2 separate regions of the Mus musculus genome follow, and region 1 is linked to region 2. The links are chromatin contacts, called in public promoter capture Hi-C maps. All regions are on one chromosome and are shown on one strand. Each heading gives the region's core, a stretch centred on a gene start, on an enhancer-like site or on the middle of the called end of the contact. The rest is flanking DNA. Distances are from core to core; before and after follow the strand shown. Region 1 holds the start of Fkbp11 (FK506 binding protein 11). Region 2 has its middle 9.5 kb from the start of Snora34.

Region 1 (5,398 bases), core at 508-3,007, 220 kb before region 2:
AAAGACAAAACCAACCAACCAAAACAAAACAAGCATTCTCTCACTGAGCTACCTCCCTAGCCACATGCACAGAAGTTAGGCACACATTTGACGGGTTTAAAGTGCATCTATAAAACCCCATATCCTCAAGACACAGCATGCTACCAACCCCAGGAATTCCTGCCGCCTGTGGCTTCAGTTAGTATTTGAGGGGGGTTTTATGTAGCCATGCTGGGGTTCAAGGTGTGCACCACCCTATCCCACTGTACCAATTCAGGTTCCAGTGTTTTGTTTTTGTTGCTTCTTTAAAGAGAGTTTGACTGTGTAGTCCTACATGGCCTGAAACTCAGGAATTTGTCTGCCTCTGCCCCCTGAGTGTTGGAATTAAAGGTGTGTACCACAACATCTGGAAGGCAGGGTTTTGCTTTTTTTTTTTTAAGATTTATTTTTATTGTGTATATGGACACTAGACGAGGGCATTGGAGTCCTTGGAGCTAGAGTTACAGACTTTTTGAGCCATCTGATGTGTGTGCAGGGAATTGGTCTTTGGAAGAGCAGCAAACTCTCTTAAGCACTGAGCCATCTATCCAGCCTCTGACAATGAGCATTTAAAAAATAATTCCTGGGTTAGGGGTGTTAACTAAGGCGCTTGCCAGGTATGAGCAGAGCCCTGCCTGGACTGGATCCCCAATACCACAAAGCCACCCCCAGAGAACATGAGAGCTTAATTAGAATGATAGCATTATATATGGAGGCACTCGCTAATGGGGCTGGAAGAGGAAATCCCAAAGGAAACTGGTTGGGTATTAGAGATGGAAGAAATCTCAGAATGTCGGTACAGGAGAACCACCAAGACAGCCAGGTCAGGGAGGTCAGGTTCTTCCAAATAAGAGGAAGTGTGTGTTGGGTGTGTGTGTGTGTAGTCTGAGCTGCTGGCCAGACACACAGGTGGAATTGTGTTTACAACCGGTATCAATGCTAAAGAAGACAACGAACCAAGAAACAGCCTGAGAATAAATATGGTATGGAAGGACACCATGCCAGACAGCCTTTGAGTGAGTGACCAGGAGCTGGGTACCACAGCTTAGGTTGTCAGTGAGTGTTCAGACCATGAAATTCGAAACTGGTAAGGCTGCCTAAAATTACTTGAGCCCCCTTTAAAAACTGAAGTCCTTGCATAAACACAAGACTGGTGTCCGTGCTGCTGTTGTGAAAAGGATTTGTGGAAAACAGGAAGGAAACGCCATTGCTGGTAGGAGAAGATCTGTGATGGATCACTTTTTACAGGAAGATGCCCCGTAATGCTTCCCAAGACAGGAGGCTGGAGAAGCCGCCAGCTCTTTCTGGACATACCCGAGAGCAGAATGAACAGGAGTGTGAAGGGTCAGCCGACTTGGACACCTGCCTCTGGGCTTAGTGGAAAGGGACAGATCTTAGAAGACCGAGCAGAGCACAAATGCTAGCCCTGTGCTTGAGTACTGTCACCAGTTGCCATGTTAACCTTGGGCAAGTGCCCTAGCTATGAAATGGGGACAAGTGTGTGCCTCCCTTTCCTGGCCATTCGCAGGTTAGAGACAAACGAACGCCCCTCTTTACAGTTGGTAATGGCAAATATGTGCTATTACATGATCCAGCCGTCGTCATGGGTCAGAAAGACTGTTAGATGGGTCACCATCCGCGACCTCCATCACAGGTTAGGGAATTCTGCAGTCTCTTCCCCTCTAGGAGGTGGGGACAAAGTGGAGGGAGGGCTGCAAGAGGAGGAGGAGGAGGAGCTAGCGCCTTGAAAACCCGCCCATACCAGTCTGGCCTGGAGTGAGGGAACCCGTCCTGGTCGCGTGCACCCGAACAGCCTGCCCTGGTATCCTGGTGCTCTGACCCGGTCCAATCATGACCCTGAGCCCTTTGCTCCTACCACTCCAGCTGTTACTGCTGCTACTGTTCAGTGGGGCGGTGTGCCGGGCTGAGGCTGGGCCAGAAACCGAAAGTCCTGTCCGGACCCTCCAAGTGGAGACCCTGGTGAGGAGACTGTGGTGCCACTCCCCTCCCCCCACCCCATGTCCCGCCGTTCCCCTTTACGGCCAGGGATCGCGGGGAAGCCTGGGACTCTAAATGGTCCTGTGAGAGTGAAGAGGAAAGAAGCGAAGGAACTGAGTTGGGGGAAAAGGTGCTGGGTCTCCAGAGGAGCTTAGGAGGAGCAGCCTTGACCCTTGTAGTCTGATCGTAGGTGCAGCCCCCTGAATCGTGCACGGAATCTGCTGCCATTGGAGACACGCTCCACATACACTACACGGTGAGGGGCTTGGGGGTCCGGGGCGTGGCCTGGGAGGGGCGGCGCCCGGCTGAAACACGTCAGCTTTGGCTTGGACACGTGGCAAGCTATCCTAGAGAACTTGAGTCCTAGGATCAGCCCGCACGTGGGGGCGTCCTCTCGCCTGCTTCTCTTTCTTCCTTGTTTTCTGCCGATTCCTCTCCAGCGCTGAGAAAAGAAGGATAGAGAGAGCTCCAAGAAGCGCCAGCCCCGTGGGGCTTCCTGTTCCTTCTTGCCCATGGTGGTGGTGGGTGGAAGGAGATGGGGACAGGACACAAGTTTGTTAAAGGGGTTGCTTCCTTCCGGGTGGTCCCAAATTGTGGGAAGAATGGTGGGTTTAGACCCACCATTTTTTTTTGTCTTCAGGGCAGTTTGGTAGATGGACGCATTATTGACACTTCTCTGACCAGAGATCCTCTGGTCATAGAACTCGGCCAAAAGCAGGTGATTCCAGGTATGTGCCCCGTGCCTCTGACCTCTCCCTAGCCTAAGCCCTTGCTTGCTTGCCGGCTGTATTGCTCTGGAACAGCCGCTAGAATGAAAAGGATCCCAAGGCTCTCCCGCTACCTCAGACTCCACTTCTAACACTCTTCTTGCCCCACACATCACTGCGGCAGAGAGTCTGAGAAGTGGAGCTAAGCTCATTTGATGACGGGGAGCCTTTGATTTTCCTCTTGGGTACTGTGGGGAAGATATGTAGCTTCTAGTTCAGTTTTGCCTTCTTCCTCAAGGTCTGGAGCAGAGCCTTTTGGACATGTGTGTGGGGTGAGTATCTGAAGGCCGGGGCCTGACTGCTCCTTTTTCCGGGTAGAAGGTTTCTCTGTCATCCCTTCTCCAGTGGCAGGACGTTGTAGAGTAAAGGGCCCCTGACTTCATACTGGAGAGGTGCAGGTTAATGGGAACCCCCCCCCCAGGGCATCTCTCCAGCTGTCAGTTTTGTTGGGGGAGGCTGAGTGCTGTGGGGAGATTGGTGACTTTGCTGATCCACCTGTCAGGTGGAGAATTTCATATTTTGGTGTCGCTATCTGAGGAGGGGGGTAAGGCACTTCAGATGGGCTGAGGCTGCCAGCTCACCCCCCTCCTGCCTGCAATCCCTGTTCCTTCCCTCAGAGAGAAGCGAAGAGCAGTCATTCCTTCTCACCTGGCTTATGGAAAGCGAGGGTACCCGCCATCTATCCCAGGTAACCTAACCAGGCCTTTCTCCTGCCTGTCACACACAGTCCCAAGAACCTCTGCTCTGTCTCGAGCTTGAAAAAGTCCAGATCAAATCTCAGGAAAGAATTGAGCTGGGGCTCCTCCTTCAAGGCCACTTTTTCTCCAGGAGAGGCTATAAAGCACCTGTGAAGGCCACCTGACCTGGCTGTAGACAGCTGGTGACTTTTTGGCACCGGCTTGAGCCACGTGGGTCCTGCTGCCTACACTACTTATCCCAGAGCACCAAAGTATAGCTGGCTACTTGACCTTGACTCCTAGAATTCACCTTCACACGAGATTCTTACACCAGTGTTGCCTGTAGGGGGCCCTGGAAGAGAGTAGGGAGGACCAAGCAAAGTCTTTCTGTTTTTTTTTTTAATTTATTTATTATTATACATATATATTATGAATATAAGTACACTGTAGCTGTCTTCAGAAGCACCAGAAGAGGGTATCAGATCTCATTATGGGTGGTTGTGAGCCACCATGTGGTTGCTGGCATTTGAACTCAGGACCTTTAGAAGAACAGTCAGTGCTCTTACCTGCTGAGCCATCTCGCCAGCCCCACAAAGTCTCTCTTAACAAGTTGGGAGTGAGGCCGGGCAGTGGTGGTGGCGCATGCCTTTAATCCCAGCACTTGGGAGGCAGAGGCAGGTGGATTTCTGAGTTCGAGGCCAGCCTGGTCTACAGAGTGAGTTCCAGGACAGCCAGGACTATATAGAGAAACCCTGTCTCAAAAAACAAAAAACAAAAACAAACAAACAAAAAAACCAAAAAAACCTCCAAAACAAAACTAAGTCAGGAGTGGTGGTGCACCTGGGAGGCAGAGGCTGGTCCATCTCTGTGAGTTCAAGGCCAGCCTGGTCTACATAGTGAGTCTCAGGACAGCCAGGGCCACTGACTCGAGAGACCCTGTGTCAAGAGTAAAACAGAACAGAACTCTCAGAAAAATCCTGCCCTTCCCACTGGAACCTCCCTGCCTTGGCCTCCCGCTCCTCTGCTCCCTCACGAGTATCTTTCCTCCTCTCCAAAGCCCTTATTCGAAAATCTGCCAAGAACCAAGTTGCATGTGCTCATGGTTGGTGGGATTTTTAAGGATGTCTGCTTTTTATTCTAGTTCATTTTAGCCCTAAATTCCATCCACCTGGCTGTTTGGAGCCGGGGTCTATTTGGTGTAGAAGATTCATATACATACAGATGCTCACTTGTGGGGTGAGACAGATGGCTGAGCAGTTAAGATAGTGGCTGTTTTTGAAGACCCAGGTTCAATTCCCAGCAGCCACAGGGCTGCTCACCGTCACTTTTAACTCCAGCTCCAGGAGGATCCAGCATCCTCTCCTTACCAAGGATACCAGGCTTGAGTGTTGGCACAGACATACAATAGGCAAAACGGCCATATTCATGAAGTAAAAATGAACAAATCTTTAGAGAGATTTTTAAAAAAAGAATGCTTACTTATAAATATTTGTAAATGTGGGGAAGCCTGCATGTTTCCCCGTCCACACATTCCTTGTGCTGTCAAAGATCTGTCACTGGTTCCAAGCCATATGCTTAGCTGGAGTTAAGGTCAACATGAGAATCCTTAGCCCGCTCCTTCCTGCCCTCTGCTGCCTTTTTTGGGAGGGAACCCAACCCCACATTTCACACTGCCAGCATCACGGTTGTCTTCTGTGGCCCATGCTCCTTGTTTCAATCCCAAGTCAGAGCTCTGGATAAATCAGAGCCATCCTAAGGCGCACCCCGCCCTGCCCCGCCCCGCCCCCTCTCCAGCCGATGCAGGGGTGCATATCCTAACTCTCCCGCCCCGCCCCCTCTCCAGCCGATGCAGGGGTGCATATCCTAACTCTCCCGCCCCGCCCCCTCTCCAGCCGATGCAGTGGTGCAGTACGATGTGGAGCTGATCGCTTTGATTCG
Region 2 (5,660 bases), core at 1,313-3,812:
GGCCCCGGGTGACCCCTAAGCCTACATTTGTCTTCTTGCCTTGGCCTCTCGAGCCCTGGCACGAACTGCAGCTCTGTTTCCTCTTGGTGAGAAATCTAGGTTTCCATTCCTCTTTCACAACGGACTTTCTGTTATGGCTATGTCTTCAAAATTTCCATCTACATTTTTTTTTTTAACACTGAGAGAATTCCAGGAACCTGAACAGAGCAGCTGGGCCCCGTGCCCTGTACTTCTTGCCAAGCCTGCCGACGGAATGCGGAGGGTGACTTTTGCTGTGCGTGACAGTGACCACACCATCTGTCTCTAGCCGTGTCTCTCCTGAACTATTCACATTTCACAAACGTGACTAAGTCACTTGTGCGTCATCCTTTTTGCACATTGCCCTCCCGGCTTTAAACAGTAACAACAGCAGAATTGCAGAGAGCGGAGACTTACCTGAGTACTTGGTCCTTATGGCTGAATGCCTCCCATTAGTCCCTCAGGAATGGTCTCTCGAGGGTGGTGGGGGTGGGTGGGTGGGTGGGGGTGGGTGGGTGGGTGGGGCAGTTCAACAGCTGATATTTGCTCCATCCCCAAGGCAGGGTGGCTTAGTACTGGTCTGGCACACAGAGGTCCAGAAGGTTCCTGGGGAGCTGTTGGTACCTAGTCTTGATGACAACTTATAAATACTGATTCTGACATCAGAGAGAATCATCCGTATCCCAGGCAAACAAACTCATGGCGAGAGGGAAGGCCAGAAGGAACAAAGGGGAGATAACGTCCTACCAAAACAACCTTTTTATCGGAGCTGCTACCAGGCCCACCCACAATCAGGGGAGGGCCTTCCCACACCAGTCAGATCAACTTCTTCAGAACATGTCTTCAGGCGAGGCTCCGTATTCGGTGATTCTAATCTGCGACAAGTTGACATTAAAACCAACCATAATATTTTTATTTTATAGATTCAGAATTAGCATCTATAGTAATATGTGCGTAAACTCGACACTGGTGGATTTATATAGGGAGAAGAGAGTAATTAGATTAAATTTTGAATAAGAATCTAATTCTGGAGCTGGAGAGATGGCTCAGTGGTTAAGAGCACTGGCTGCTTTTCCAGAGGTGCCCAGTTTCCCAGCAACCACAGGGTGGCTCACAACTATCTGTAATGTGATCTTTTGCTCTCTTCTGGCTTGCAAGCATACATGTAGGCGGAACATTGTATACATAATAAATAAATAAATAGGTCTTAAAAAAGAGAATCTAATCCTGTCAGTTAATAGTCAGATTGTTCTATGAGTGGACTAAATTCCTTTTATCACGGCACGTTTAGTCCTGTCATCAGGAGGCAGAGGTAGGCAGGTCTCTGAGTTCGAGGCAAATCTATTCTACAGAGCAAGTTCCAGGACAGCCAGGGCTACACAGAGAAACCGTTTCAAAAGCAAAAGCAAAAAAAAAAAAAAAAACCTAAACAAACAGAAAAATCTTTCACCTCCTCTAAGGCCAGGAAGCCTCACTTAAATTTCCATTTGTGGTAAACAATCACAAAGTAAGGATGTTGGAAGCGTGTTCATAACTCAAGGACTGCCTGTGCCTGTAGCTCAGAGGCAGAGCACACATGTGCCATGGGACTATCTATCCCTAACGCCGGGGAAGAAAGCAATGCGAGCCCACCCACGGAAGTACAGAATCCGCGTTCTCAAGACAATGTGCTGAGAAGCGGAAGTGCACAAAATGGGAACTGAGAGAGAAATGAAAAGCGTCTGCTTGTGCTTTAGAGAATGAATTCATTAACACCCCCCCCTCTTTATTTTAAATAAAAAATAAAACAGACTCTGGGCAAGTCCCACGCGATGCTGTATTCCAGGCTAGGGAAATAGGAAAGTAGCGCCTGGGCCAAAGGTGTCCAGTGCGGGAGCAGAGAACAGCCACAGGATAAATGTGCTTATATTCCCTGTACTATAATGGCTTTGCAGGAACTTGGAAAGCAAGAGAAAGCCCAGGGGAGTTACTCTGGATCTGGTTACTGAGTCTCTGGGACAAGGCAGATAGTGAAGTGTCCTGCTGACTGCGTAGGAGGCAGAAAAAATTAGCCTCCATTATAACCTATTCTTGAAAGCAAAGCTTACAGGTCCTGGGACCACAGAATCGGGGATAACACTTGCTAATGATCCAGGTGACCACTGGGACGCCTTTTATTATGGAGCCGATGCTGGTGAAACGTCAGAGACGGTTAATAAACACAACTCTACAATGCGGATAGTCTGAGAGTTAAGAGTGCGCCAGGCTTCCCATTGTAAACAGTTCCTCTAGGGACCATGGTGGATGTTCAGCACAACACATGGGGTCAGCAGGGGCTGGAAACAGTTGGCTTCTGTGGACCGTGCAGTGGCGTGCTCCCTCAATCCCCAGACCTGCCGCTGCTTGCATTGCAGGTACTGATGCTGCGTGGGACCGAGGCTGGCTGCTCCGACACACCTCTTTGTAAATGTGTCTACATTTCGGGTCTTGAACCACCCCTGCCCACCAAAGGCTTGGTTGCTTGGGAGATAAGTTGATGAACTATGGGCAAAACACAGCCCGACAGCGCCCCCGTGTGGTCTTCGCGGCATTTGGAGAAAGCCTGTATCGCAGAGTCTGTCATGTGGAGTGGGGGCATGTGAATGTGTGTGTGTGTGTGTGTGTGTGTGTGTGTGTGTGTGTGTGTGTGTGTGTGTGTGTGGTGTGTGTGTGTGTGTGTGTGTGTGTGGTGTGTGTGTGTGTGTGTGTGTGTGTGAGAACTGTCTTTGACTTTGGGTCAGTGCCCTTACGCAGTGCATCAAGAGCAATTCGTTTTCACCTTGGAAGATCAGCGATGGACATTTGTTGTATCATGTTATCCTAGGAATATTTATGTAGCATTACCCCAGGAATATTTATGTAGCCCTACTATTTTCTGTGGTTTGGAGACGGGGGGGTGGGGATTTGGTGTCCTGGGAAAGGCCCAAGGTGGTCACTTTGTATCATTATACCGATATCTATATAATTACACATTTCTGTTATCTATCATCTATTTATCTATCAATAATATCCATCTATCCCTACCATCTGTCTAACTACTATCTATCTATCTATCTATCTATCTATCTATTCTATCATCATTCTAGTTCCTCCTCCTCCTCCTCCTCCTCCTCCTCCTCCTCCTCCTCCTCCAAGACAGGGTTTCTCTGTGTAGCCCTGGCTGTCCTGGAACTTCCTCTGTAGAACAGGCTGGCCTCGAACTCAGAAATTCTCCTGCCTCTGTCTCCCAAGTGCTGGGATTAAAGGCGTGCACCACCACTGCTCTGCCATACCGTCAGCTTCTAACAGTGCTTTATGAAATGTTAGAAGTATGTTCCGGGGGATTAAATGGGAGTGTCTTTTCATATTCACTTCATATGAGTCTGCTGATAACAGAGGCCACTTTCCAAAGTGAAATGCAAGACTGAATGTTTACAAAAAAGAGTCTAGAAGCTTGCTTTACATTTTTTCTTTAAAAAAACATTTTTTTAAAGTTTATGTGTATGGATGTTTTGTGTGCATGTGTGCATGTGTAGTGCATATGTGCCTAATGCACTCAGAGGCCAGCAGAGGGCTTCTGATCTTCTGGAACTGGAGTTATAAATGGTTGTGAGTTGCCACGTGGGTTCTGGGAACTGAAACCAAGTTGCCATTAAGGCTCATGGTGGCACATGCCTTTAATCCCAGCGCTCAGGAGGCAGAGGCAGGCAGATCTCTGAGTGTGAGGCCAGCCTGGTCTGCAGAATTCCAGCACAGGCATGGCTACACAGAGGAAACCCTGTCTCAAAACAAACAAACAAACAAACAAACAAACAAACAATATCCAGTGCTCTTGGAGGGGACTCCTCCAAGGGCTTGAATCACTTTCTAGCTTTGCCCTTTGAGCTAAACCTTGTCTTCTAGGTTCCAGCTGCCTGCACTCCACTGCTGTTGCTGCTCTTGGTGGTCATCTCATGGTACTGGCATCTCCAAAACACTGCTGTCTTCTGCTGCAACTGGGCTTCACCAATGGCCTCTCATAAGCTCTCTTTATGGTGCCAAACATCAACTCCCTTGTGTGACCCCTTCAAGTCCTGGGCCATCAATTGCAACTGAGGCTACACCCTCACCAATGGCCTTCCGTGGCCTCTCACAGTGCCGAGCCTCAGCTGCTCTGCATAACCCCTTCATGCCTTCAAAACCAGTACCACTTGGGTGACTCTTACACATTACCAAGTCCAGCCACAGCACAAGGTAAAATCTTGTCTATCTCTGGAACACAGTCTCTGTGCTCTCAGAAAACACTTCCCAGAAGATTTCACCTCAATGATGCTGGTCTCTTCTTAATCACCGCTAATTTCTTAGCTCCAGCTAACCAGCATCAATAGTCCCAGTAATGCAAAGTTTTTGCTTTAGTAGTTCTAGTATTTTGTTAATCACAGCTGATTCTTCAGCCCCAGCTAACAAAACCACAGAATCTTCACAATCAAAATAGCAATAGCCCTGATAAGAGCCTTTAATCTTCCCTCTGAAATGTCACAAGCCAGGCCTCCATCATTTGCACTGTTCTCAACATCATCTCCCAAGCTCCTACACAACATCCCACAGAGCTCTTAACATCCCAATGGCTCTTCTAACCCAAACTTCCAAAGTCTTCCTACAGTCCTCCCCCAAACATGGTCAGGTTGTCACAGGAATGGTCAGGTTGGTACCAATTTGTCTTAGGATTACTATCCCTGCACAAAACATTATGACTAAGAAGCAAGTGGGGGAGGAAAGGGTTTATTCAGCTTACACTTCCACAGTGCTGTTCATCACCAAAGGAAGTCAGCACAGGAACTCACACAGGCGGGAATGGATGTAGAAGCCATGGAGGAATGCTGCTTACTGGCTTGCTTCCCCTGGGTTATGCAACTTGCTTTCTTATAGAACCCAAGCCCAGGAATAGCAACACCCACAATGGGCTGGGCCCTTCTCCCTTGATCACTAATTGAGAAAATGCCTCATGGAGACATTTCCTCAAGGCTCCTTTCTCTGTGATAATTCCCTCTGGTGTCAAGTTGACACACAAAACCAGCCAGTCCAGTTATCTTGGTGTTGCCCTGTGTCACCGTGGTCCTGTAGTGTTGGGTCTTCAGGACCAGCCCCGTCTCACGCTCCAGCAGTTCATAGATGGGGTATATGTTGGGGTGGTCAACTCAAAACCCTGGATCTGGGTGTAGTTAGAAGCTGAGTTGCTCTGCCCATCAGCTCTCCTGCCCCTGTGCCACAAAGGTCAGCTCTCCTGCTTTGCCTAGGTGAGAGGTGGGGCAGGTCTCCTGCCTGTAGCAGCCAGCAAGAGGCAGGACCAGCTCTTCTGGCCCTTTTGCCTTGGGGCTGGCTCACTGAGTCCTCACCAGGGCCAGCTCTGCAGTGCTACTCAGGTGTAGGTGTGTGTGTGTATGTGTGTGTGTGTGTGTGTGTGTGAGAGAGAGAGAGAGAGAGAGAGAGAGAGAGAGAGAGAGAGAGAGCGCCAGCCCTTGGACATCAACACGGCCCCAGGTGGCAGCTAAGAGCAGGGATGTCTGCGTGGCCTTGGTGGTAACACAGAGGATGGACACAGACTCCTGCTGTGCAAACACTGATGGTTTTCATTTCTCCTCAGTCCCATCTCCTCTCCAATCTCT

Evidence for each region. Promoter capture Hi-C pulls out the DNA fragments that hold promoters and counts their contacts.
Region 1: a contact with region 2 is called in a promoter capture Hi-C map of the 3T3-L1 cell line, with 3 times the contacts expected there. The contact joins the promoter of Fkbp11 here to the enhancer-like site in region 2. A contact is called at or near these places in 2 of 39 promoter capture datasets (the 3T3-L1 cell line and embryonic stem cells), 2 of 115 datasets of contacts at active chromatin or transcription factors (T-cell acute lymphoblastic leukemia and extraembryonic endoderm stem cells) and 1 of 9 other capture datasets (liver).

Annotation. Positions count from the first base shown.
Region 1 is chr15:98,724,557-98,729,954 of GRCm38.p6, reverse strand. It overlaps Fkbp11 (FK506 binding protein 11), which reads left to right and starts at 1,757. Exons shown (of 6, transcript NM_024169.4): 1 at 1,757-1,998; 2 at 2,207-2,272; 3 at 2,657-2,744; 4 at 3,022-3,055; 5 at 3,401-3,471; 6 at 5,353-5,398. The coding sequence starts at 1,870.
Region 2 is chr15:98,507,538-98,513,197 of GRCm38.p6, reverse strand. No RefSeq gene overlaps it. Among named protein-coding and RNA genes, the nearest start is that of Snora34, 9.5 kb to the left of the region's middle. Within about 2 kb of position 2,562, at least 97 of the 459 cell types and tissues checked have an H3K27ac peak or open chromatin away from gene starts, as enhancers often do. A contact at or near this core is called in T-cell acute lymphoblastic leukemia and liver, where this site is marked.